Regions from separate parts of the Sus scrofa genome. Here regions 2 and 3 are each linked to region 1. Evidence: chromatin contacts called from public Hi-C and promoter capture Hi-C data. All regions are on one chromosome and are shown on one strand. The core of a region is the stretch at or near the end of the contact, and the rest is flanking DNA. Distances in the headings are between cores, read along the strand shown.

Region 1 (4,104 bases), core at 682-3,181:
CCTGTTAGCCTAGTTTACAATGGCAGCTTTCCTGTGGTTGGCCTGCCCTCTGCTGGATTAAGGAGACGAATTGCAGAGACATGCACTTCTGGGAAGGGCCAGCTTTCTGGAAAGGGGACGTGATCAGGAGACTGGATTTCCCTTGGGGTCACTCTAGGCTGTTTATTAACCAGAAATTAGGTCTAGGAGGCTGTGACCCAGCTCTTGAGTGTGCAGTGTATTCATCTTCCTTTTAGAGGTTAGAAATTGTCTGTGTTGTGTGCCTGTTTGAGGTTCTTTATCCATGTACAGGTGGAGAGATGTGAGAGACCTCATTTGTCTAGTGATAAAAATGAAATATTCTAGGAGTTCCCATTGTGGTGCAGCAGAAATGAATCTGACTAGCATCCATGAGGATGCAGGTTCAATCCCTGGCCTTGCTCAGTGGGTTAAGGAGCTAGTGTTGCTGTGGCATAGGCCGGCAGCTACAGCTCTGATTCAACCCCTAGTCTGGGACTCTCCATATGCTGTGGCTGCAGCCCCCCCCACCCCAAAAAGACAAAAACAAAATAAACCAAAAAATGAAATATCCTAGACAAGTTGATATTTAGCAATTGTCACAGTTTATCAAATTGCTAATAAGGGATCAGCAAGGTAATAAAGCTTATGCTTTGGGTATGGGAATGATATGGAAATTGATGGGTTATATAGTTGGGATACAGAAGATTTACATAAGCAACTAGTTTAGTGGGGGAAGAAACTTCCTAACTAGGTAAAGAGTGCAGTTTGATTATATAAAGTAACAAATGTCATAGTCAAATCTGCTGTTACAGAGGAAACATGGATGAGGATAGTTTGTGATGCTGAGCATTGGCTGTCAATCAGAGATTAAAAGTCAGGAGTTCCCTGGTGGCTCAGTGGGTTAAGGATCTGGTGTTGTCACTGCTGTTACAGATCCCCCTGGGGTTCAGTTCCTGGCCCTGAGAATTTCACATGCTGTGGGAATGGCTTAAAAATACAAATTTTACAACACAGATTTCTTACCATTGTGCTGCAAATATTTTTTTAAAAATTACAAAGGATGGCAAAAAAATATTTAAAAAAATAACCTACATGAAATTCATTAATATCTCTACTTTTCACTTGTCTCTGCTAATTTAATTACGTATGGCTTAAAGTCTATTAAAAGAAGTCGCAAATCTCCTTTTACATATTTGTATTTGCCTTCGTCGTTTTTCTTGTAATTGCATCACTGTTGTGAAACCATTTTCAAGTAAATACTTAGTTGGAAATGCTACAAGTAATCTAGCTCTTTCGAAGAAGTGAATATGCAAATCCCTAAGGCCCAAACTTAATCAGATTAATTTAAATGTGTTTTGGCTTTAAAATCTTTCATTTATTCACTTAAACTTAATGAACTCTTCTACAAATGTTGCTAACTGGGCCACTGGTTTCCAATGTCTTAATCTCCCAGAGATGTATTGTAAATCCAACTCTTTTTTTATTGGCTACATTCATGGCGTATGGAAGTTCCAGAACCAGGGACTGATTCCGAGCCGCAGCTGTAACCTATGCTCTGCGCTAGTTTTGAACCCATGCCTCCTCAGCAACCTGAACTGCAGCAGTCAGGTTCTCAACCCACTGCGCCACAGCGGGAACTCCCAATCCAACTATACCTTTAAATCTAGTCAACTAATTAAAAAGTAAACCAAAAAAGAAAAATTTTAAAACCAGTCCTTTAAGGATAACTTCCCCTCCAAGAAAAAGAAAGGATTCTATAGGAGCCGGTGCCTATGTTCCAACTCTCGACAGAAGAGTTGAAGCTCCGCCCCTCACGTACTCCACGCCCCTCTTCCGTACAGACCGCGCCCAGAGCCTGCGTCTGACGTCGAGCGGAAGTGACGTATAGGGGCCGCCGGAGGTGTCGTTGGTGCGTTGCGCGGCTGGGCCTTAGAGTGGAGTGAGGCCTGCGCTCAGGAAGCTAGAGCCATGTCGATCGAAATCGAGTCCTCGGAGTGAGTCCTGCAGTGGGAATGTTACCGAAGTGGCCGGGGCCGGGAGGCAGAGGGTTGCGGGGGTGGGAGTGGGAGGTGGTGGAAGCTGCTCGGGGGAGGCGTCCGAGAGGCTGGGGAGCGGAGGGGCATTTCCTTTCCTATAAAGAAGCTTTTGGGATCTGGCTACCTTGGAGGTGGACCTACAGAGAGGTAGCAGATGAGAAGCCCAAAGCCCTGTGGAAGGTGGCGCGGGGCTGGGGGAAGGAGACTCCTGGAAAACCTGAATTCTAGCCCTCGCCAACTTCTGCTGTACCTTGTAACTGAGCAAATTAGCCATCCTATTTGGATTCCGGTCTATCAGCACAAGGGGGCTGGGCTCGACGCCATCCATCTCTTCCCGTCCCCATCGAACACCGTGGTGGTTTCCTCCCTGTGCGTGCACCGTCCTTTGCTTTCTTCTGCACAGCTTTTGGTATCGTCACCGTTTTTCTGCCCATCCTACTAACCTGTATAGCTCCTAGGGACTCGTTTGCATTATAGTCCCAATTCCCAGCCCATCGTAAAGGCTCAATAATTGCTTTTAGAATGAATGAACGACTATTTTATCAGGTTCTGTCTGGCGCTGAATTTTATTTAGCGTGTGAGCTCTGTAGTCACAAAGGAGGGACAGAATTTGGAGATTGGGCAAGGAGAATGATAAATTTGGGAGAGAGGGGGACTAACGAATGATTGAAGAAAGTCTTCAGTAAACTTCTCCAGGACTCCATCCTCCACCTTGTTCTTGCCAACGCTTAGTAGTTAAGTCAGCAGACAACATTTGTGTCCTGAGTGTAAAGGAGAGGACTTGTCCTGAAGATCTGCCATAGGAGGAAGGGAGGTTTATTCATTTAGCAAATACTGAGATCTACTGTGTATATTTGTTCTAGCCCCTGGGACTGTAGTAGTGAACGAAACAGACAATAACCCTTGCTCTTAGGGAAAGTACATTGTGATGGGGAAGGCAGACAGCAGACAAAATCAGTAAGTAAGATAGCTTAGCAGATGGCTGTAAGTGTTGTGGAGAAAAATAAAGCAAAGATGGACAGTGAAGACAGTTATGGCAGGAGTTGGAAAGGAATCCACCCTTTGGGGCCTGAATAAAATCGGGCACTGACCATCCTCCCAGCCTTGGCTGCAGCATGTTTTTGTGATCAGTAATTGCTGCTATTTACTAAGTATTCTCTATGCTAGTTACACTATGTGTTGTAGTCAATCCCTTTGATCAATCCTACAGGGTAGGTATTTTTCTTAACAGATGAGGAAACAGGCAAAGAGATGTTAATTGACTTGTCTGCAAGTCACAGTTAGTGAAAGAACTCTGATTGAAATCCCAGCCTATCTCCAAAGCTTTTAGCTCTTTGTGTATTACATTGTGTTTGAAGGAAGTGAATTTGATTTTGGTTATATCAAATTTGAGTTCTTTGCAAGGATGGAGTCTCATATTAGGAGTGTAAGTGGAAGTGTCCTATGGAAGCCAGGGATTGAACCCGAGCCACAGCAGTGGCAACCCCAAATCCTTAGGCCATCAGGGAACTCCTGCAGGAACTGTTTTTAAGAGGGTATTTGGGGAGTTCCCGCTGTGGTACAACAGGATTGACATTGTCTCTGCAGCACCAGGACACAGGTTCAGTCTCCATCACAGTGGGTTAAAGGATCCCATTGCCATAGGTCACAGCTGCAGCTCCGATCTGATCCCTGATCTACAAACTCCATATGGCTCAGGGCCGCCAAAAATGATAAAAAAAAAAAAAAAAAAGGTGTTTGCTTTCCTGTCTGGGATGATGCTACCTGCCACACTGCCAGTTTGAATCTTTTTTTTTTTCCATTTACCTCTGTTACTTGGTCACATCCTCACGTAAAATGGACATAAGAGTAATGCCATCTTTATAGGTTTTTGTTTTGTTTTTTGCCTTTTGTGCTTTTAGGGCCCCAACAGCAGCAGCATTTGGAGGTTCCCAGGCTAGGGGTCTAATTGGAGCTACAGCTGCCAGCCTATACCACAGCCACAGCAACACCAGATCCGAGCTGCATCTGCGATCTACACCACAGCTCACGGCAACGCCGGATCATTAACCCACTGAGCAAGGCCAGG
Region 2 (4,104 bases), core at 1,183-3,682, 470 kb after region 1:
TTTGCTGCCAGGCTGCTAAGCCAGTGCCATATGGCTCAGTTTTTATTACACAGCATTAGTACCACTTTGTTACTAATTTCTGTGTTAGGGTAATGCTAGCCGTGGTAACAAGTTTTCCCCAAAATGTATTTTGGCTTAAACATAATACAAATTTACAATCCTGAGCAGTACCAGGTTGGGAACAGTTCTCCTCAGTCAAGTCATGGACTATCAAGCTGACAGAATCTGCTGTCTTAACAGAGCTGAAATTCAACCTAAGTACTCTGCTTAAATTATACAATTTGTCAGTGGAGGGTTCCAGGATTCTCACTACTTGGCTCTGGCTTTAAAGTCTGTGCCCATTCTGCCAAACACACTATATCTATGTTTGGAAAGACACCTGAACCAGCTAAGACGACAAAAAAGTGATGGAAGAGAACAAAAACAAAGCACAAAGGTGCAGCTACTGTCTTTGGAAAATAAAATGATTCTTCTGGAGTTCCCGTCGTGGCGCAGTGGTTAACGAATCCGACTAGGAACCATGAGGTTGCGGGTTCGGTCCCTGCCCTTGCTCAGTGGGTTAACGATCCGGCGTTGCCGTGAGCTGTGGTGTAGGTTGCAGACGCGGCTCGGATCCCGAGTTGCTGTGGCTCTGGCGTAGGCCGGTGGCTACAGCTCCGATTCAACCCCTAGACTGGGAACCTCCATATGCCGCGGGAGCGGCCCAAGAAATAGCAACAACAACAACAAAAAAAATAAAAATAAAAAATAAAAAATAAAAAAAAATAAAAAAAATAAATGATTCTTCTTTTGGCACCTCTTTTTAAAATCCACTTAACAACCCACCTGCATTACCGAGGTGTCTCTTGTTGGGGTGATTGTAAGCTGCCCAGGGAAAGTGTGCATTCTGCAACACCTGAGCCAAACAGTAAACTGGTGATGGCCTAACACATTCAGTTTCTGGGAACACATTACCTCCTTATTATTGAAGTGAAGATGTTTCCCTGCAACTTCTTTCAAGGGATTCTCCTATTTCTTGGGGCTAAGCAAAATAAAGATTATCTCTTTATCACTTTGTAAAGTCAACTTTCTTGTTCTTTCTGGTCATTTTGCTTGAGTGAAACTTCCCCTCTTCTTTCACTTACACCTTAAGACTTTGAATACTGGTTGCTTATCTTCAGACAGCATCTATTTTGCTTTTGTCCCTTTTAAAGTGTGAATGACAGAGCTGAACTAGATTTTCCACAAGGTCTATCCACATGGTGGAACTATCACCTCTGAAGACAAGATTTTTCACTAATGCATCTTTGTTTTTCTAGGGTGATACAATCCTGGAAACTGGAGAAGTAATCCCACTAATGAAAGAATTTCCTGATCAACATCACTGAAGATAACTTTAAAATTTCAAAGGCATATGAGCTATATTACCACACTTACTGAATATATTTTCTGGAAAAGTAACTTTAATAAAGTTTACTCTCAGATATGTGTCTTTTTCTTCCCAAACATTATACAATTTGAGACTCTTTGAATTATTTAATAAATAAAAACTGGGCATGTTAAATGATTTGAGCAAGTCACTTTTTTGGCCATTCTTGATTTGGAAAGAGGATGTAGGAAATTTAGTCACATGATAGTTTTTTTCTTACAGTATGTAATCTAGTCTTATGTGAAGGTATGCAACATAATGAAATCATGCAATAAATATAAGAAATTTTACACACTTTCAATTTTTTCTTTTTGCCTTTTAGGGCCGCCCCCCCCCACACACACATGTAAATTCCCAGACTAGGGGTCTAATTGCTACAGCCATGGCCATGCCAGATCTGAATTGCGTCCACCACCTACACCACACAGCACATGCAACTCCAGATCCTTAACCCAAGGAGTGAGGCCAGGGATTGAACCGGCATCCTTATGGCTACTAGCCTGGTTTGTTACCGCTGAGCCACAATGGGAACTACAGATTGTTTTAAAGAAGGCTTTTTGAGGCATTTCAAAAGTGTTTTAGAAACTAGCTTGAAAGGCTGTCAGATCCAGGTTCTTTGTTATATGAGATGATAAAAGACAAACCCCTAAATATTTGATAAATTAATACATTAACGGTTATTACAAAAGACTACACCAAAATGAAAGTGGAAACTTGTATTAAGGATTTTATTGTGAATCAAGACGAGTCCGATAAGCATGAGGTAAAGAACTGTATATACATAGAATTAAATTCAGAGGCGTTACAAATGTTCATTCGTCCCGAACATTTTGTCTGGGTGTTCCTTCTTTAGCTGTCGCCGCGCAGCTACAGTTGATGCATAGATGACATATCCCCATGAGAGTAGTACGACCGCGAGGAGCAACTGAAAAATGCAAGAAAAGGAGTAAAAGCAAAAACACGTGAGTGGCATTTCCTCCCCGCCCCCATCAGACAGCCCTGCACGTTGCCAAGGTGCAAATTTTAATAACAAACGAATAAATGGGGTTCCGGAGGCGAGTACACCAAGCCGCCCTGACGTAAGAAGCGGAAGAGCGTGTCCTCCAGGAAGAGGCGGAGTCGAGGTGAGGGAGTGAAAAGCTTAATTCAGGAATGGATTTTGGAGTTTTTGGGCGCTGAAGAAATACGGGGCCTTCCACCCGCGGGCCGGAGGAGTCGAGCCCTTGGGGCCCCGCCAGGCCCGGGGCCTACCGCTGAATAAATCCGGTCTAGGGTGCGGCGACTCACTGGCTTCATGGTAAGGAGGCGGCGGCGGTCCACGGGCACGGGCGGAAGCTACAGGCCTTGTAGTATCCTCCGGGGCGGTGGCTGCCGGGCGGCGGCGGCGGCGGCGGCCATCTTGCAGCCGGGCGCGAGCGCCCGCCCCGTCGCCTCCGCGCGCGTTTCCCATCGAGCGGCCGGCCTCTTCCGCCCGGAGCTGGGGGCGGGTCACGTGACGGCGGCCTAGCCCGCCTTTGAGGGAGGAGGTGAGAGAAACGAGGAATTATTTACTTCAAAAGTGGGTTTTTTGTTTTTGCCGCTGAGAGGGATAGGCTTGACTCGTCAGCCGATCTTCCTTCACTTGCTGTGCAGTATTAATGCAGGATAAGGTACTGTCGTGTGCATTTAAAAGTTTACTTGAAAAAAAAATCCACGTTTTAAATATTACACCGGCGTCCAGCGGTGGAAGAATTAATGTTTCCTCCGGGACTTGTTCCCACAACATAGGTAGTCGTTCGTGTATATTTATCTTTGAAGTAAGCTAGAATGCCGCCCGCTTTTATGTTAACTAACGCATCGTTATGGGAGTCCTTGTTAATTGAGCTTCTTTAAAAAGTCTTTGAGAACGCGATGGCTTGTTGATGCCAGTGATACTTATAAAAAGAAATCACCTGGCACGGACTACCTAGCCTAATGTACCTGCCAATCAACAAGTGTTGGTTGAACATTTGTGCTCAGAACGGTAGCAAGATCAGATAAATATTAAGCCAAAGGACGGAGTTCTGTACTCGGGCCGTTGTAGTAAGTTCAGCTCTAGAATGTTTGGGACGCGCACATTTGAGGCCTAACGGTAGAATGAGGCAACGGGCCGCTTTAGGCTCTAGATGTCTTGTCTCTAAGTATCTCAGTTATGAACTGCACAGAGTTTTCATCCAGCTTTCGGGGAGTGCGGAAGGAGGAAAACGTCATCTGGGGACGATTTCAAGGCTCTGTGGTCATAGGTAAAATCCCTGTTTATCCCCAGACTGGAATAGATCTCTGTCTCTGAAGACTGTAAACCTCGGACTTGGGATTCCATTCGAATCCCGGTGTTGGTTGGTAACTGCAACCGAAAGTCACTTCAGCTCCGTGTAACTCCGTTCCTTTATCTGTACAGCAGAGAGTTTCAGTAACTTCTCAGAGTTTGGTGAGGTTTGAAAGGAGATCGAACTAGTTACCGTGTCTTCCGGGTAAGGTAGAAGCGAACATTAACCCCCCTGCCGCCACCCCCCGAGAGATTGATAGTAACAGGAGTGAAGCTGTGGTAGCGATTTCTGTCTGGGGGGTGCTCTCGCCGCTCCCATTCCTGGGGCGGAGGGCGGTGGACGGTGGGGGAAGGGCCGGGTCCGGGCTGCGCGCGCTAGGCCCCGCCCTCGCTGCTGGCGTCTTCCACCGCG
Region 3 (4,104 bases), core at 635-3,134, 350 kb before region 1:
TCTGCGACCCACAACACAGCTCATGGCAACACCGGATCCTCAACATACTGAGCAAGGCCAGGGATCAAACCTGCATCCTCATGGATACTAGTTGGATTCATTTTGCTCAGCCATGATGGGAATTCCTGGAGCCCTCATTTCTGACAGCGGTTCCTTAAGAAACAAATCCCGGGAGTTCCTGTCGTGGCGCAGTGGTTAACGAATCCGACTAGGAACCATGAGGTTGCGGGTTCGGTCCCTGCCCTTGCTCAGTGGGTTAACGATCCGGCGTTGCCGTGAGCTGTGGTGTAGGTCACAGACACGGCTCGGATCCCGCGTTGCTGTGGCTCTGGCGTAGGCTGGTGGCTACAGCTCCGATTCAACCCCTAGCCTGGGAACATTCCATATGCCGCGGGAGCGGCCCAATAAATGGCAAAAAGACAAAAAAAAAAAAAAAAAAAAAGAAAAGAAACAAATCCCCAGGGCCCTTAGCCCACCTGGATTAAGTCCCTGTGGAAGATGTGGTCTCCCCTGGCAATGCTGCCAATAGAGACTGGGGTGAGGGCATATTTGCCCCAGTCCTGAGGGAGTAGGGCCCAAGTGACCAGACCTGTTTCCCAATTATTAGATGCAGCCTAGGGAGCAGGGTTGCCCCATGCCCTCCCTCAGGTGGGACAGACATCCCTCCAGTTCAGCCAGCTTAATCTCTTAAAAGGACAGAATTACCCCTGGCCAGGGATCAGCTAGAGTGGGAGTGGGGAGGGTTAAAAACAGCTGGGACTCACCCTGCTGGCAAGAATGTGGCATGTGGCATGTCAGGACAACTGCAGCTCAGGCTCTGGAGCCATGTGCAAAATGCATGGAGGTAGATGGTTGTCAAGCTCTGTCAGCCCAGCCATGTTTTTTTTTTTTTGCCTTTTCTAGGGCCCGGCGGCATACGGAGGTTCCCAGGCTAGGGATCTAATCTGCGTTGTAGCTGCTGGACTACTCCACAGCAACTCGGAATCTGAGCTGCATCAGCGACCTACACCACACTTCACGGCAATGCCAGATCCTTAACCCACTGAACAAGGCCAGGGATCAAACCCGCAATCTCATGGTTCCCAGTCAGATTTGTCAACCACTGCACCACGATGGGAACTCCAAGCCCAGCCATGTTTAACAGGCATGTGTGTGCAGCCATGAAAGATACCCAGAACGGGTGGTCAGACACACAGAACAGACATCATGTGTGGAAACAGCTGAGAATCCAGTTGGTCAGGACGTGTACTAATAGCACAAGGAGCAAGGGCCCATGGACTCTGGCTGGAACTCAACACTTGCACATGTGTTCCCATCTGGACTATGAGAGGGTCTCTTCTCCCTTGGGGACCACAGCCTCCTCCCTCCAGGCCTCTGATTGACATGCTGGGTCCAGGAGTCCTGGAGAGCTGGAGCCAGCTCTTTTCCTTCCTGTCCTGTCTCTTCTCACTGCCACCTTAGCAGGGACGGCAGCGAGGTTCACAGTAGGCCAGCCAAGCAGGTCTCTTTGGCAGTTCCAATCCCTCCGGCCCTGGTCCTGCACATGTCTACACTCCACCCTCCGCTCTCAGACTCAGCAATCCCGCAAACGGGTCTCAAGCTCCAGGCACTTCCTCCCCTAATCGCCCTCCCGGGGCCAATCCTCCCCCCAAAGTCTCCTCACGCCCCATACCCCTACCTCCCTCATTAGCTTTCCTCCAATCCAGCTTCGCCTCTAGCCCCTAGGCGAGCCGAGGGGGCGGCCCCCCAACTCCTGCGGCAGGCGCGCGGCTGGGCGGGGCGCGAGCCGCAGCGCTGCTATAAAGGGCGCCACCCGGTGCTGGCCGCCACTGCTGCCGCGCCTGACGCCACCCGCCTTCTGACAGCGCCGCCGCCTGCCCCTGCCATGGGTCGACAGAAGGAGCTGGTGACCCGCTGCGGGGAGATGCTCCATATCCGCTACCGGCTGCTTCGCCAGGCACTGGCTGAGTGCCTGGGGACCCTTATCCTCGTGGTGAGTGGAGGGACCCAGAGAAGCCCTTCTGCCTCCAGACCCACAAGTCCCGGTCCCGCTGTGCACAGGAGGAGCTGTGTTTTTTAAGACAGCCCCGATTCCTCTCCCAGCTCTGATCGACCCTCCCCAACCCCGCGGCAAACTTCACCCCTTCCAGAGTACTCTTCACCCATAGCTGTAACCCCGTCTATGACAGCTCTGACTCTTGCCAGAATGACAGCTGTTATGCCCCAGTGACAGTTCTGATAGCTTACCCTCTCACAGGAACCTATCCCACAGGCTGAGGGAGGGTCACTCTGCAGCTTGGGACCTCCAGCCCTTTCTGGCTCCCACAGTTCCCCAGGTTTCCAGAGTCCCAGACCTGAGAGGTAATGGGAGCTGTGACAAATGGGTCCCATTAGGTTATTTGGGTCTGGGATGCCTGGCTTTTAATGAATAATTAAGCCTCAGAAAGTCCAAAAGTTCCTCTGACGTGAGGACAGTTTGCCACGGGGGCTGGGGGCAGAGGGCGGGAGCCACACAGCACACAGCAGAGAGGGAAGTAAGGAGGATCCTGAAGATAGGAGACAGTGGAAGGCAGCCTTGCCTCAGGCACAGAAGACATGGTGTCATTAAAGTTTGACCCCTAGTGCTCAGCGACTCCTAGACCTGGTCAGTTACCCTGACAGATGCTGTCAGCCTCTGTGCAGAAGCATCTCAGTTACTCTGGGGGTTCTCTGAGAGGGACACTTCCCTACCCCAGTTATTCCCCATCCCAATTATTCCCTGGTTACGCCAGTTATGCTCTGGGTTGTTCCGGGGCGACTCTGTTTGCATTTCTTGGGTCTGGAGGACACACCAGTTATGGGGCTCCATTTCCTGTCCCAGTTACTCTCTGATTTTCAGCCACTCTTGTGGTTACACCTGTTTTTCTCTGGGTTACTTCTGGGTTCAGTTAGTACCCTGCTCGTGTCCCAGTCCCAGCCCTAGGTAAGACAGACCAGCCAGCTCCCTGGGGACTAGGAAGAGGAACCAGGGACAAGTAGGGCTGGGTAGCCCACCCCACAAGGTTTCATGGGGAGAGGAGGGCTGAGACTCTCTGGCTTCCAGGAACAGGAAGGGGGGAAGCCAGGCAGGGTAATTATCAACAGCCCCTCCCCAGCTCATGGTCCTGCCAGTCATCCCTTCTCTCTCCTGTGCTAGGAAGTGGGGGTGGGGTGGGCGGGCAGGTGCTTAACACCTCCTCCCCCAGAGCCTTGTGTCCCCCACGCCCTCTCTGATTTAGGGTCCAGCCCTGTTTGAGAGCAGTAAGGACAGGGGAAGCTGTCTTCCCTTCACAGAAGGGCCTCCCAACTGCCACCCAAGTCTCAGCCCCGCCTCCCCATCCCCACTCCTGCAAAGGAGCAGTCAGGCCTCCTGCTGAGCCCTAGGAGCATTTGGCTTATTATCCCTGACCACAGAAGGAGGGTGTTACCTTTTTGAAGGCTTCCAGGCTCAGGTGCTTGTGAGGCACTGGATGTCCGTGCCCAAGGAGGAGGGACCAGGCTGGGAGACCCCCGAGTGGTGGGTGAGGGCTGGCCTGCATACCTCTGTGGGCTGGGGCCCTAGAGCCTACAGTGGCAGAAAGAGGGCTGGGTTTAGGGAGCGGGAAGCCTCTTTCTCTGGGGTCCCTTGTAAGGTGAGGAGACGAGAAGGAGCGGGGAGGAAGAGGAAGATTAGTCCCAAGGTGGTGGAACTGGCTCTGACAGCTTCCCCCTCCAAGCCCTCCTGGGATGGAGCCAGGTTTGGGCCTCAGATGGGCAAGGAGCCGAGGCCAGGGCCTGCCAAGCCAGGCAGGGTGCCCCAGACCCTCACGTGCCTGTTCTAACACACACACACACACACACACACACACACACACACACACACACTTACAATCTCTGATCTTTGCTCTCACCTGCTTGTACACCTTTGCCCTGCATCACCACCCGCTGGCTTCCCCACTATCTCTTGGTCCTCCTGAAGGAGGATAATCAAAATGCTTAACAATCCAGTACAATGGGACACTGACCCATCAGAAAGGACAAGGGTCCTTAGCACAGGTCTTGGAAAATTTCTGATAGGTCAGCATAAACACTTCAGTTATGGTGAGG

Evidence for each region. Promoter capture Hi-C pulls out the DNA fragments that hold promoters and counts their contacts. Hi-C and Micro-C count contacts between places; a contact is called where the count stands out from the background.
Region 2: a contact with region 1 is called in a Hi-C map of heart right ventricle, with 2.4 times the contacts expected there. The contact joins the promoter of TOPORS here to the promoter of SMU1 in region 1. A contact is called at or near these places in 2 of 47 Hi-C or Micro-C datasets (epiblast stem cells and heart right ventricle) and 1 of 2 datasets of contacts at active chromatin or transcription factors (alveolar macrophages).
Region 3: a promoter capture Hi-C map of fetal liver shows a contact between it and region 1, with 2.5 times the contacts expected there. The contact joins the promoter of AQP3 here to the promoter of SMU1 in region 1. A contact is called at or near these places in 1 of 5 promoter capture datasets (fetal liver) and 2 of 47 Hi-C or Micro-C datasets (embryonic fibroblasts and fetal heart ventricle).

What each region holds. Positions count from the first base shown.
Region 1 is chr10:33,397,452-33,401,555 of Sscrofa11.1, forward strand. It overlaps SMU1 (DNA replication regulator and spliceosomal factor), which reads left to right and starts at 1,932. Exons shown (of 12, transcript NM_001243898.1): 1 at 1,932-1,994. The coding sequence starts at 1,969.
Region 2 is chr10:33,863,535-33,867,638 of Sscrofa11.1, forward strand. It overlaps TOPORS (E3 ubiquitin-protein ligase Topors), which reads left to right and starts at 2,433. Exons shown (of 3, transcript XM_013980194.2): 1 at 2,433-2,705. The coding sequence starts at 2,703. NDUFB6 (NADH:ubiquinone oxidoreductase subunit B6) reads left to right here. Exons shown (of 4, transcript NM_001044554.2): 4 at 1,299-1,458. The coding sequence ends at 1,367.
Region 3 is chr10:33,043,490-33,047,593 of Sscrofa11.1, forward strand. AQP3 (aquaporin 3 (Gill blood group)) reads left to right here and starts at 1,885. Exons shown (of 6, transcript NM_001110172.1): 1 at 1,885-1,993. The coding sequence starts at 1,886.